2 separate regions of the Mus musculus genome follow, and region 2 is linked to region 1. A link is a contact called in public Hi-C data. All regions are on one chromosome and are shown on one strand. Each heading gives the region's core, a stretch centred on a gene start, on an enhancer-like site or on the middle of the called end of the contact. The rest is flanking DNA. Distances are from core to core; before and after follow the strand shown.

Evidence for each region. Hi-C and Micro-C count contacts between places; a contact is called where the count stands out from the background.
Region 2: a Hi-C map of B cells shows a contact between it and region 1, with 8 read pairs. The contact joins the promoter of Srek1 here to the promoter of Cd180 in region 1. A contact is called at or near these places in 4 of 39 promoter capture datasets (the 3T3-L1 cell line, hippocampal neurons and liver) and 1 of 484 Hi-C or Micro-C datasets (B cells).

The regions. Positions count from the first base shown.
Region 1 is chr13:102,688,844-102,696,052 of GRCm38.p6, forward strand. Cd180 (CD180 antigen) reads left to right here and starts at 4,715. Exons shown (of 3, transcript NM_008533.2): 1 at 4,715-4,946. The coding sequence starts at 4,857.
Region 2 is chr13:103,770,176-103,777,384 of GRCm38.p6, forward strand. Srek1 (splicing regulatory glutamine/lysine-rich protein 1) reads right to left here and starts at 4,433. Exons shown (of 12, transcript NM_001361085.1): 1 at 4,124-4,433. The coding sequence starts at 4,284. Gm52054 (a long non-coding RNA gene) reads left to right here and starts at 4,442. Exons shown (of 4, transcript XR_003950659.1): 1 at 4,442-4,861; 2 at 6,342-6,732.

The DNA.
Region 1 (7,209 bases), core at 3,465-5,964:
TTTCTCTTCTTTGAATGGCTCACCATGTACCACATAAAAAACATCAACATCAATTAGATGCCCGTGCTTTATGGCCTGTTCTTCTGTCTTCCAACAGTTCAGTTCCTAAGCCCCACCTACAGAAGCCAAGAGGAGAGAGGAGACGTCTTTCCTCCCTACAAAATCAAGCTGTATATGAGAGAAGCCATGCCACCTCTCTGGAAGTGATTGGTGTTGAAGGGACCAATATTCAGCACAAGATACCCACAAAACAAGTTCCCAGAACAAAAAAAGATTTATTTACTCCAAAGGAACAAAGAGCAGAGGTCAAGAGACAGAGACAGGAGATAGGAAGGGATGAGGGAAAAAACAAAAGGTACAAGGGAGAAGGGACAGGGGGATTTGTCACAGAGGGGGCAAAGAACTTCCTTTTGATAGCAAGGAGACAGACTTGGCCCAAAGGCAAATGTGGGCTTATAAAGGCAAAGGGGAAATCCCATGGTAGAGTGAGGTGTTTAATTTTAATTAGGCATGTTAATTAGGTGAGCCAAAGGGAGTTTCGATTGCTGGATTTAAGTACTTTGGTAGCTGGACCTTGGTGGTCAGCCTCAGGAGGAGGAATTGGCCAAATAAGTGAATTGACCTTAATGTCTAGCTTTAGGAATATAAGCTAACAGTTTTTTAGCAAGACCGAGGGAATAGGGAAGAAGGGCAAGACCTGTCATAGCCATGTCTGCCATGCTTGTGCTGGCTAGAGTCCCTCCAAGGGTTACTGGCTCTATACAGCCTGATAACTCTTAGTGTTACCATCTGCAAAGTAGCAAAGGATGTTTAGATATGTCATGAGACAGCACACCACACAACCCTCAAAGAGAGGAAGTCACTTTGATGGACGTTCTACTTTGGGTCTTTATGGCTCTACATCTTGTGTTATAACAATTTTATTAAGCATAGACAAATCATCAGGAAATATAATGACCCCAAATAAACTTGACCATAAAGAATATTCAAATATTCAAGAATATTTTAGAGAACCAGGTATGTTGATCCACTGGTGGGGTTGCCACGTAATGGGATGAGGAACCAGGCTTCAGCTAAAAGCAGAAGCAAAACTAAACATGCAAAAAGGAAAGTAGTAAGTCACTGTAACGTCTTCTGTTTCTCACATGATATAATTATTCATGCGGTACTTTTCAAACTTGGATCAGACAGCATATTTTAGCTTGTATATTCCTGAAAATGAATTAGCCTTTGGATAACTACATGGAAAGTGTTTAAATTCCAAAGCTGGGTCTCTAGGGTCCTAAGTTATTCTTCGTGCTAAAGACTTACAGCAGCGGTTCTCCACCTTCCTAATGGGGCAACACTTTTATACAGTTCCTCATGCTGTGGTGACCTCCAACCATAAAATTATTTTCTTGTTTCTTCATAACTTTAATTTTACTACTGTTATGAATCGTGATGAAAATATTTGTGGTTTCCAATGGTCTTAGGTGACCCCTATGAAAGGGTCATCAGATATCCTCCCTCCAAAGGAGCTGCAAACAATAGGTTGAGAACCATTGACTTAGAAGCACAAGAGTGATCACTAGAGGACTCACCAGACGTGAAAATGGTCGGTTCTCCAGAATCATGCGCTAAGCGACTACAGACCATAAAAGATGATCTTTAGTAGAATAATAAGGTATATGGAATTTGTATGCAAATCCATGCTAATAGTTCATATAAGGACACCTATTGCTGTGGCAACTGGTCAATAGAAATAAATGTTCCCACTGCCTTTTCTCTGCTTATCCTCTTTCTCTCTGAAAGAAATCGCTCTCTGTGTGAACCATGGCTGCTCTCTCTCTTCCTGGACACCCCAGCCCATGGCACTGTGAGTAGATTAGTGTTAGAATGTGATAGTTCCCTCCCACCCCTTGCACCAGATAGCCTTTGCTAGTTTTTGTTTGCCAAGATGAAGCAAGGCCATCTGGAGGAAGACGCAGAGAGCAGATCGTCAGGACACAGCAAGTGTAACTCCATTTATTGGCTCAAGTCTACTTTGTTACATCAGTAAGTTGGAAACTATAATTTTAAAGTAGAGTAATAGGGTCTTAAATAAAGAAGTTCCTTAGAGAAAAATAGCCAAGCGTCAGGGAGGTTGCTCAGTGGCTAAAGGTGCTTGCTGCACAAGCCTGGTGACCTGCGTTCAATTCCCAGATCCTACATAAAGATGGAAGGGAAGAATTGACTCCACGGAACTGTCCTCTGACCGCCACATCAGCCCAAACACGCCAAACGTGCGTAGAGATCAATAGTAAATAAAATAAAAGTTTTAAAGAAACGAAGGACTAGTCTATTTCCACCATTGATAGTCTAAACGATACAGAACCAGTTAGTGACAAGGACGGGATTCGAACTCACTTTTCTGTGATCTTTGGGAAGTCCTCACAAGCAGACTGCAAGGACTGATGATGCATAAGCTTGTGACATAGAAGCACTGGACATTTTTAACCTACAAAGGGGAAGGATTGGAGACATTATCATTTTAAGTACCTGTAGGACTGATGGATATGAAAGGGTTTGAATTTACCCACTTAGTAGCTAGAGGGAACCAGGAACACTATGGGTACAATAGAGGGAAGATTTTTTTACAGTCAAATAAAAGACCATACCGTATATATTAACAGCTAAAATTGCCCAGACCAATTTCTTGAGGAATGGTGAGTTTTCTGTCGCTGAGACATTCTGGGGAAGCCTGAAAAACAGTGCAGCCTGTCTAACCACAGCGGTGGAGCCAAGGGCTGTGGAGGGGAGAACTGAGGCATGAAAATCGTTTGAATGGGGTGACCTTTAGGGGACTGTGATTCTATACAATCTGGAACCAAATAAGGGCTTCATTCTTGCTTCTGAACTCCAAAACCTATCTTCCTATCTGTTTGCAATAGTTTAAATTTTAATCTATTTCATATTTCAGGGTATTATGCCCTGAATATTTGATTTGAATGCTGTGGCAGAAGGTCACTCGTATTCATTTATTTTTCTTTTACTCTTATACACTGGCAGGGAGTCTTTTGAATCCATTATGCAAACGCACGCAAATCATATGCAAATGACATGGCCTCAGAAAAATGACAAAATCTTATGGCCTTAACGGAGCCATCAAACCTTTCTTCAAGACAGAAAGCAATACACCTTTTCAGTGTCTCTGGGGTAGGAGACAATTTCCTGAGAGTGATATTTACATGACATTGGGATCGGTGGCTCACAGCCCACATCCCGTCCCTTTGCTTTCTTTATGTTTATGCAGGGCTTTAAGGTTAAGAAAGCGTTTTCCTACAAATGATCCCTTTTGATCCTCATAACTACCATGTGATATAAGCACAACAGCCCCAGTCTTACAGACAAGAAACTACATCCAGGGAACTGTGGTGTCTTTTTTGGAGGTCACTCAGATGGCCAGCAGTGGACCTGAGGCTTAGCCCCTTTGGTTCCTCACTGTGAGGGGTGCCTTCTGTGAGGTAAAGTGCCCTGCCATGCACCTTTATTGGCTTAGATCATGTTTTGCAAATAGCATCTTCAGAGGTATGCTTGTTGGTGAGGATGGCATTTTATGGAACGCCTCGTTACTGAGAACATCCCTAACGAAGCCCAAAGGAGAAGCTTTTCCTGCCCCTGTTCAGCCTCTGCTGAAAGAGAGGAGTGAACATCCCTTGTCCTGTCTACTATTCAAGTCTATTCAATTGTTTTAGAAGGCAACACCAGCTATCCCCCATATATCAACCGGTTCAAGGTCAGAAAAGACCTGTGGTAGCTAAGTTCACTGGGTAAATGCTTGATCTTTTTCTCTCCCTGCCACTCCTTGATCTTCCAAATAATTACTGCCCCTATTGCTTTTTTCTCCCCTCACCCCCTAGAAAGGATTTCCTGTAACCTGGGCTGGCCTCAAACTCCCTCTGACCTTGAGTGACCTATCTTCCTGCCTCTATCTCCGGAATGCTGAATTTCTGGTGGGTATGCCCATGACTGTTTGTTGTATGGGATGCTGGGGATCAAACTTGGAAGTTTAATGCATGCTAAGAAATCACTCTAACAACTGACTTATTCAATGTCAAAGCTATTTCTAAGGCAAAAGGGACCCCAAGCTGATATACTTATTTCTGCTCCAGCTGTCTTGTTTAACTTTGAGCCTTTTGTGAAACCAGACAAGGGGCTTTCACCTGAGCCATTTTAACAGTCCTAAGTCACTAGGGTGAGAGAGAAAGTAATCTGTCCACAGAAAGAACAGCAGTGGTCCAGGAAGCAGATGAGGTTCACTCAGCTAGCAGGACCGTTGGGCCTATCTCCTTCTGCCCCAGTCCCCAGTGTCAAAGCCCTCAGGTTTGCTGCAGGAAAGCACTCTGCCCTGCTCTACCCTTCTCCTAACCACTCACAGGGACAGCTAGAAGAAGTGGTGTCCATTGTGAGTGCAGCAAATTCCTACATCCACAGACTCTCACAAGGATAGAGACTAGAAATTGGCTAAGTGGCCCAAACCCCTTGAAACTGGCTTCAACGCAGTGGGAAGCATCGTAGTGAGATTCTAGAGAGCTGCACAACTCATCCGTGTGTTTGACAGGAAATGCAGTAGGCCATCATGGGGTAGGGCTCTTAGTTATTTTTGGCCAAGATGGTTGGTATGCAAAAAGAACTTCCCCTTTTTTTTTTTTTTTTTTTTTTTTCCTTTTGCATGACAGATCCACAAATGCTGAGCAGCTCCCAGCATTTCGGTTCTAAGATCGACCTTCTGAGCACTTCATTGCCTGCCAAATTGCCAGGGCTATTAGAGTGTGATTAGATTGCTTGGCTCTGAGCATTAGATAATCCTACGCAGCTGGGCTTGCTCTGGACCTGGGATGGCTCCGGACATCAGCTGCTTCTTTTTAGTGGCCCTCTTCTTGGCCAGTTGCCGAGCCACCACATCCTCAGATCAGAAGTGCATTGAGGTGAGTCCAAACTATTTGTCTCTACCCAGCTGCTGACACTTGCTGAAAAACTTGAGATATCGTATACAGATTCATCTGAGCTTTGGCTCGCAGTCTCTACTGTCCTGAAAAGGACAACGGGAGATATCATCAGGGGTTTGGTGCAAAGAGCAGATCCCCTCAATCCTGATGCCTAAAGCTGTTTGTCCACTGTCCTAGGACATGGTCACTCCCCACAGAACCCTTTGGTTTCTTAGCTGTCTTGAGAAGGGCTAGTAAAGACAGGCTCATGCCAAGATTCAGAAAATTTATAAGGATCATTGTGAATACAGATTGATCTTCTCCTCCAATTAGACAAACCCTTCCATCTGTAGGACTAACCAACCAGAGTAAATCTGAGACCCGAGGCAACTCAAACCTTCTGGTTTAAACTGTAACAATATTTATCAATGCATGGGAAACCATGAAGAGAATGGAGAGAGAGAGAATGGCCTCGATCTTTTGCCATCTTAAACCTCCCTACCACTGTCCTTGACCCTGGCCAGTAGCCAGTCCACGTGGGCCTGCTTGACAAATGGCGAAGACAGAAAAGACTGTGAGCCTTGATGGCTCGGTTAGCCGCTTTCCTACTTGGAGACCAAAAGGAGAATGTAGGCCAGGGATAGCTAGAAGTCAAGGGTATAAATTGAACCCAAAGCCAGGACTGGAATAAAGTCTGGAGCAGAAATAAACAGAAGCTTGTTAGCCTTGGATTTGGGTAGACTCGGGATGCTCCCAGACTGAGCAGAAATAGGATACCAGGGAAATCCAAGGCAGGGATGTTATATTAGTTTCTTTGGGTTTCCAGAAGCAGAGCTTCAGAGTGAGGGATTTTACACAGTAGGAATGTATTGTTTGTCGTTTCTGGAGGCTGGAGATCCAGGATGGAGGTAACAGCAAGGTTGTTTTCCTCTGAGGACTTTCCCTTGGCTTATCGTTGGTTGTCCTCTTGTGTCTCTCCCCATGCTTAAGTGTGTCTCATTTTCTCTTATTGGGACATTAGTCATGCTGGCTCAGGACCTACCCAGCATTCCTCATTTTACTGTAATCATATCTTGAAAGGCCTTCTCTCCAGTTATAGTCACTTGAGGCATGGTGTCCTCGGAGTTAGAATCAGTGGCAGGAGTACATGGTTGGGAGGATGGGACACAACTCAGCACATAAAAGAAGTAAAAGAGGGAAGGGCCTTCCTTCAGCAGCCCCAGCTCCACTCACCACATTTAAGCTGGGAGCTCAATGTCATGCATCATGTAGATGTCTTAGGGGGATCAGGATGGGGACATCACCTCAGTGACCAAGGACAAATGCCAGGCACCTGCTGACATCATCTCCAGATGGAATGGTCCTCCCATTCATTGGAGTTTCACAGAGCAAGGCAATATGCAGTGCAGCACTTGTGGGAAGTCAGTCTAGCCCTTCTGAGGCCACAAGGAGTCCAGGAAGGAAGCTTCCAGCGGAGGTACTGAGCCATTCAAACTACCCAAGGATGACACCAGGCTCTGGAGCTGCCAGTTCCCTTTTGTACATGACCCCTACATTGGCAGAGGGAAGAGGAATGGGGCAAAAAGAGAGAAGTTGTCTGCCTTAGGCCTCCAGTACTGTGCCTTTCAGGTCCTGAGGGTGGGGCTCAGTGCATCCCCTAAAGACCCTGTGTTTTATTAACATTCAATCTCTCTTCTCTCTTCCCCCTTCCCTCGTTTATTCTTTCTAAGCAGCTGAGTTCCTAAACTGTTTAATGCATGAATATGATGGGAGCCTGTTTCTAAGTGTTCCTGACCTCTAGGGCACAGGCACGTGGGAGAATGCAGGGCCGATTAGGAAAGACTATGCTTTTGGTTTCCATGTGTGGTCTCCTCCATCCAAACTAGCCTGCCTCGACCCAGCCTTCTCCTTACTTCCTTTTCTTCCACTTCCCACTTCAAGCATCAGTAGGCACTTGCTGCCTGTCTGTCCCCGTGACTCACCATCCGGAGCTTATCTTGCCTACCATGATAAGAAGGTTTTGTTTTGTAAAATAAAAATTTTCTTTTCAGATTATTAAACTTTAGTTGAAGCAAGACACACATACAGAAAGTCCACAGGGCCCTAAATATGCAGTTAATTGTCTTTTCACCAATAAACATACTCAGGTACTCCATACACAGCTCAAGACACTGTAGGAACTCAACACCCCAGGAGCCTTCAAGCCTCCTCCCAGGCACTAGGTCCATCATCATGGTTGCTTTTGTACCTGTTAAAAACTAAC
Region 2 (7,209 bases), core at 3,183-5,682, 1.1 Mb after region 1:
GTGGGTGCTGGGAACCTAACAGTAGTGCGCATACTCTAACTACTGAGCAACCTTTGACATAGTCCCTCATGTTGTGGTGACTCTCAACCATAAAGTTATTTTGTTGCTTCTTGGCAACTGTAATTTTGCTGTTTGAATCTTAATGTAAATATCTGTGTTTTCCAATGGTGAGCTCTGTGAAAGGGTCACTTGATCTCCAAAGAGGTTGTGGCCCCCAGCTGAGATTACCTGCTTCAGAAGATCATAGTACAAAACATGGACAAATAGTTTTATGTATGCAATTATTGACTACCACAGCATTTACCTAAGGCCTCCAAAAGTACTTTGGATGGCACAAATCTCCAAGTCTTTCTTAGGAAGCACTGACATAGCCTGCAGACCTACCAATCACTGCTGATGATCAACATTTCCAAATGCATCTTGCTTAAACACATTTATTTGTAATTAAAACTTTTAAAGATAACCAACATATGTCAGAATTTCAAAAACACTCAACACAGCACATGTCTAAATATTACTTTAAAGCACAGCAATATGAAAAGTGCTTATTACAGATTAAGTTAAAAAAGTTTATAATCACAGTGTATGACTCCTTTGATTATACTGTATTATAATAGGCACATATAGAGGACCAGAAGAAAAAACATGCTAATGAAAGGAGTTTGGTGGAGTGATGTTAAGATCACAGACTTTCTTGTTCTCCATTCTATAAAGAATGGCTGCCATAGTTAAGTAGCCCAAGAAGGCTCTGGTAAGTTGAAAGCTTGTTCCTTGGCTACTGTTGTTTCTGAGGTTATCCAGCTGAATGCACTGGTAGGGGGTGGGGCAGGCTACAGCACCAGTGTGTACCTTGGTGGAGATTTTATCTTGTTCCTGGCTCCTTCCTGGGGTCTATTTCCTAACCACCTTATTTCTGCTTGGCCATAGGCTAACAATCAGAACCAGCTAACACATTATGAAGCCTTTAAAATCATGAGCCAAAGAACTCCCTGTCTGATGAGCTTAGGTGTTTGCCATGGCAACAAAATATAACAGACACAGCATATGTAATTTCTTAAAGTTAACTAAGTTACTTTAAGTAACTAAGTTACTTAAGTAAACAGACTTTTACTTTGGTTCTTGGAACTTCAAAAACCAGAAAAGTAGAACCCAGGGCAAGCAAGAAAAACTGCACAGGTGAAAATCTCCCTGGTGTTAGAAATCAAAGTAGAATTCCCCTTGGGGAGGTTAGTCAGCTGCAGGCAGGCACAGGGGAGCATGGAGTGTGCAGATGCTCCCCAGCTGTGCTGCTTGCTACACTACCATGTGTAAAGCTCTAAGAATTCATTCATCGCCACACCAGGTTCATTTTTCTGTATAAAAATTACATTACAATGATAAGTTTACTGAAAAAAGCAATTTGTATAAATAGGTATTCAGGAACTATGAAATTCAATTATTGTGCAAAAAGTAATTCTGGATATATAATTATCTGGCAACAGGAAAAAATGTCAAGTAATTCTTACTATGTTAAATGAATGCCTACATACATCCGTTTTTACATTCTATATTATCTGTGCAAGTGTATGCACAGGTGTACCTGTAGAGGGAGGTCAGAAGACAACTTTCAGCAACTGAATTCTGCTTTCACAGTGGGTTCTAGGACTGAACTCGTGTTATCAGCCTGGACCCATATTACTGGCCAGTTTACATTAATGTTTAATGTTTAAAAATTAAAATGAACCCCCCCCCTCCCTGATCTGTAGGATCCTGGCACTCACATAAAAGCAGGGTATAGTATGTGGCTGAGACACCAGCACTCCAGGTAGATCCCCAGTGAGTGCTAAGCCGGTCTGCTGGCACTTCAGATCAGAGAAAGACGCTCAAAAAATAAAGTGAAGAGCAAAAAAGGAAGATACCTGATGGGACCTATTTTCACATTTCACTAAAGAAATGTATCTCTAATTTTAAATCAAACAACTGTTCGACTTCTAAAAAGTAATCACAAAGCAATGTTTATATGATAATTAAAACAACTATCATTATCTTTGACAAAAGTACTACTGACTGAATTTTTATATATACTTCAGCCCCAAACTACAAGTATATCTTTAAGGACCAGCTAGCATAACTGCACTACGGAGAGGAAAACCTGCTAATAAAGTTTATCACTACAAAATCAGAGTGAGGCTCTACTCCTAAACTTAGGAAAACTAGGGAAGAGTTGAGTTTTTGTCTGGCAACAATTATTGCCAAAGGAATAATTGTGACATACTATTTTAAACAACAGAGCTTTTTAACCCCTTTGATCCTTAAACCCCAAATAATAATTTTTTTTTCATGCAGGGAGGAAATTGGGTTTATTCAAGACCATCCCTGAAGAAGACAAGGGAGGCTCTTTAAGATGCACCTTCCCAAATGCCAGTTAATACCCGGCAGTGTGTTACCCTCATTCAAACGGCATTCCATTGGGAGTGAAGAACATTCTCTAATATATTTCTTCAGACCCTCTAATGCCCCAAAGTTAATTTACAAGAGTTCATGGGCAGAACATTTTACTGACTGGCTTGATACAGCCCTCCCTCCTACGAACCCGAGAACGTAAGCTGATGGCTGAAAGCATCTTTAAATGTTAAGAGATACTACAAATGTTAGTGCCATGGTTACAGCAGACCTTATGTTCATGCACTTATGCAGGATTCTTGTCGAAAACATATTGTGCTTGAATCTCAGACTATCTGTCATTCTTCTAACCTGCATCACAAAATGTCAACATCATTAGATTCTTAAGTGAGGAAGGGGCCTTTTCTAGACTGGAGATAACCAAGTATCATGGTATTCTCCGAACACATACAAGATAAAAGGGGGAGGGGAGCACTATTAAAACATTGAATATCTTCCTCTTTTCTTATCTTTTGTTTTGTTTTTTGAGACAGTTTCTCTCACCCAGAAAGCACTGGCCACCAGGGTGGGCTTGAACTCAAGAGATCCCTGGCTCTGCCTTCTAGAGTGCTGGGATTAAGGCGCCTGGCAACGCGCCCAGCTAGAATAAATGAAAATTTAATAATCACCTGCACCAAGTGAAAAGAATACTGATAGGCAGTCACTGTTTTATTTCAACTTTTTTGAATGCATAACATTAAATAGTCACATCCGTAAGAAATCAATTTGTAGCCATTCTGCTACTTACAGAGAGTAGAGAGATATATTGTTCTGTGTGCATGACTATGAAATAAGCCAAAATCTTTTCCCAAAAAAATCGTGGACAACTTTTCCTTCAAATAATTTTAGCATAAAGAACAAAATACCGTGGCCCTTAGTATTTTCTTAAAGTTTATGAGTGTGAGAATGTTACGAACGGTAAAACCATTACAAGTTATCCGATTAGTGAATACTGCATAAGGGAAATTTACCACTTCAAGTACACTGCCTAAGAAGCGAGCGCTGGATTTTAAACACATGTACACAGTAGTGATAATTCTGCACCGATTTATACTTTTTGAAACGTCTGAGCCAGCGTGACCTTCTTGGAGAAGGAAAATTCAGGCTGTTGCCAAAAGGAGAGATTGACGTGATCTTTAAGATCGTGAATATGGGCTCGGTTAGAAAAACCAAAACGATGGTAAATGTCTAAGATCACCCCGGAGAACAAAAACAGCCCCGATTCCATGTTGTCATCCGCTCGCTCCCTCAGCAGCGCTAGCAGCCTGACATTAAGACCTAGAGGTCCGGGCGTTGGCGTTGCTGGCGTTCTCCACGATTCTCCCAGTGCAAAAAAAAAAAAAAAAAAAAGAAACGTTATAGGCATTTGCCATGAGGACTGTCGCCGGCCCACCTGCGGCCATCTTAAGTTCGGGGGAAACCAAAGGCCCGGGGCACCCAACTCGAAGGCCGGGCATCAACCACAGTCCCGGAGGCTCGAGAGAGGAAGGCACCCCTAAGTCCTCTGCAGGAACCCCGCGTGGAGCTCAATTAACAAAACCTCACCGCGGAGAGGCCCCGCGGCCGGCCGGGTGCCCTCATCAAACATGGCCGCCTAGGGAAGCGCGCCGTCACGTGACGCCCGCGCTCGCCCCGTGCCTCCCTCGGCGCCCGAGGTCTGGATGGCGGCGCGCCCCTCCCCCCGCCGGGCTCCAGCACTCACTCTGGGGGGTAGAGCCGTAGCTCCTCGATTTCTCCTAGGAAGGAAAAGAGCGTCCTCATCTGCTCGCTGGTCACCGCCGACGAGAGGTTCGTCACCTGAATCACCGTCGTAGGGAAGAGGCCGAAGCCTAAGCCCAAGCCGAAGCCGCCGCCGCTGTTCATCCCGGCCTCGCTGCTGCTGCCTTCCCGCTCCCCAACGTCCACGACGCGTCAGCGACGGAGCCTGGGAAGCAGAGGCGCGCGGCCGCGAGCGCGCTCCCGAGAGCTAATCCTCCGCGCCCGGGCACGTCTAGCCGCCCATCGCGCAACTCTCCTGCTCCGGGGGCTGCGCGCGCCGGCCGGAAGCGTCGCCCTGGCAACGCGGCGGCTCCCCGCGGGTCCTGGCGGCCGCAGCCCTGGGGTCAGGTCGCCGGGACTGTTGCTAGGCGTCACTAGGTCTTCAGAGAGGTTTACCTGCTGCTGCAGTGAGGGTTGCGGAGGTTGTGCCTACAAACTCCATCACTTCTCGATGCTTCTGTCAGTTAAGCAGCTCGGCTCTTTCTCCACATCAGGCGGAGGAACCCAGAGGCCTGGGCTGCAGTGGTAAAGGGACAATGACATCTGGACATTATACATTAATACCTGACCAAACAATAGCTTCATTATTAAATACAGGCTGCAACCCCGCTTAACCTATTTTCAAAATTGGCAGGCACCCTGATTATGAGAATTCTTGGAAATTTTCACACCAATTATGGAGGTTAGGGTAAATGAGTGAATGAAAGGCTTTGCTGTCAATTTATAACATGCAATTTATTTACTAGCGGGCCCTAATATCTATACTTTTAGACAAAGGCAGGTAAAAGACACAAACTGTCTACATGCAACTTGCACCTTAATACTGCGCAATCATTTTCAACCAGAGCAGCTATATCCAAAGTTCATGGTTCAAGTCCATTCCTGTGGGCCCACAATATAAAAACTTATTGGGGTCCTGGAGTTGCTCTACAAAGCACACAAACATCAAACTCAGTTAAACAGGGATGGTTTATATAACTCACACCACAAGCCTGATGGACCAGGGCAACAGCTCAAAAAGCTGAGCGCTGGATATTTCTTAATGGCCATCTTCTAAAGGTTAAAACCGCTCAAACCACAGTGGGCTCCAATGCAGGTGCTGGAAGGGCTGCCTGGTAGTCAGCCCTCACTCAAGCCATTTTAGACGTGACAGTTTATATTGACCTTTAATTTGATGGGTCCTACATGAAGCCTACAGTTGTGGAATTTCTTAAGATTAACAAACCTCATAACACACAGAACAGAACAGGGTATGTGATCAGCATGACTCTGTTCTGAGTCAAGTTATTTTTCTGTGTCAATGACTGGCAGGCACACTACAGCAACATATGAAGTAGCTAGCAGACATGGAACGAAATGGCTACAGCTATGCTGGGGGAGGGAGACCCCAACACATGTACTAATTATTAAGACTTTGTTGCCACAGGGCGGTGGTGGTGCAAGCCTTTGATCCCAGCACTTGGGAGGCAGAGGCAGGTGGATTTCTGAGTTCGAGGCCAGCCTGGTCTACAGAGTGAGTTTCAGGACAGCCAGGGCTACACAGAGAAACCCTGTCTCAAAAAAACAAAAGAAGAAAAACAAAAACAAAAAGACTTTGTTGCTCTTTTCACCTTTGTTCTGATGGTCTTAAAGCAACAGTAGAAATGAGGGTGTAGTTACATTGGTAAATGTTTGCCTTGCTTACTTGAAAGCCCAGTGTTGAGACATTAGACCCGAAACTGGCATAAACCTGTAATCTCAGCACTGGGGAGATCAATGGATGGACAGATGGATGATGGATGGATGGGTGAATATAATGGTAGGTTAAAGGGCTGGCACCTGATTGGGAAGCAAGGCAACGTTTGTAAACTCTGAGTTTCTGTTGTTTATATTCTTAATCTCTACCCACTCACACTACACTAAATGTAACTTTAAACTAACTCCCTTGTAAAGGAGTACAACATTAAACGTACAATGTATCTTTCTCATATTTTGTGCTTTGTGAGACAGATTCTCACTATGTAGCCTTTATTGACCTAGGAGTTACTATGTGTATCAGACTGGCCTTGAATTCATAGAGATCCACTTTTCTCCCAAGTCCCGAGGAATTAAAAGTGTATGTATTATTAAATGTATTATTTATTTGTTTGTTTGCTCATTTGGTTTTTCTTTTTTTTAAACAGGGTTTCAGGCTGGAGAGAGGGCTCAGCGGTTAAGAGCACTGACAGTTCTTCCAGAGGTCCTGAATTCAATTCCCAGCAATCACATGGTGGCTCACAGCCATCGGTAATGGGATCTGATGCCTTCTTCTGGTGTGCCTGAAGACAGCTACAGTGTACTCCTATATAAAGTAAATAAATAATTAAAAAAAATAACGAAACAGGGTTTCTCTGTGTAGCCCTGGCTGTCCTGGAACTCACTATGTAGACCAGGCTGGCCTCAAACTCAGAAATCCGCCTGCCTCTGCCTCCCAAGTGCTGGGATTAAAGGAGTGCACCACCACCTCCTGGATCTATAATGCATTTTTAAAATATTATCAGTGCAAAATAAAGAAAGGCAAGAACTTCTGTTCAGGTAATTGTCTCCAGGGGAAAAATTATATATATATATCAACATCCAGATTATGTCTACTCTGGCTGCAGTGTAGAGATACAGTGAAAGGTTGATGGAGATTAGAGGCAACGAGCCTGGGTAGGTACTCAGTGCAGTAATCAGCTTGAGCTAAATAACATACAAAACAAAGGTAAGTGGAAAGCAATAAATCATCCCAAATTTGAACAAACCTGAATAAAGTTATGCACTCGGAAAAAAGACAGTGACCATGCATTCAGTTTGGGCACAATTACAAGACCCCTAGAACTGACCACAACGAGCTTAGAACCCTGGCTCCAGCTTGAGTGTGGGGCAATCTATGGAAGCCGTTGCTGGGCTCTCTCCCAGAGTCTCTGGTTCAGTAAGCTGGGAGTGAGGTCTGAAATAGAAACTTAGGAGTTCAGGTGACAATGCCGCTGGGGGCGGGGTTGGGGTTGTGAACAGCGCGTTGAGGAAGAC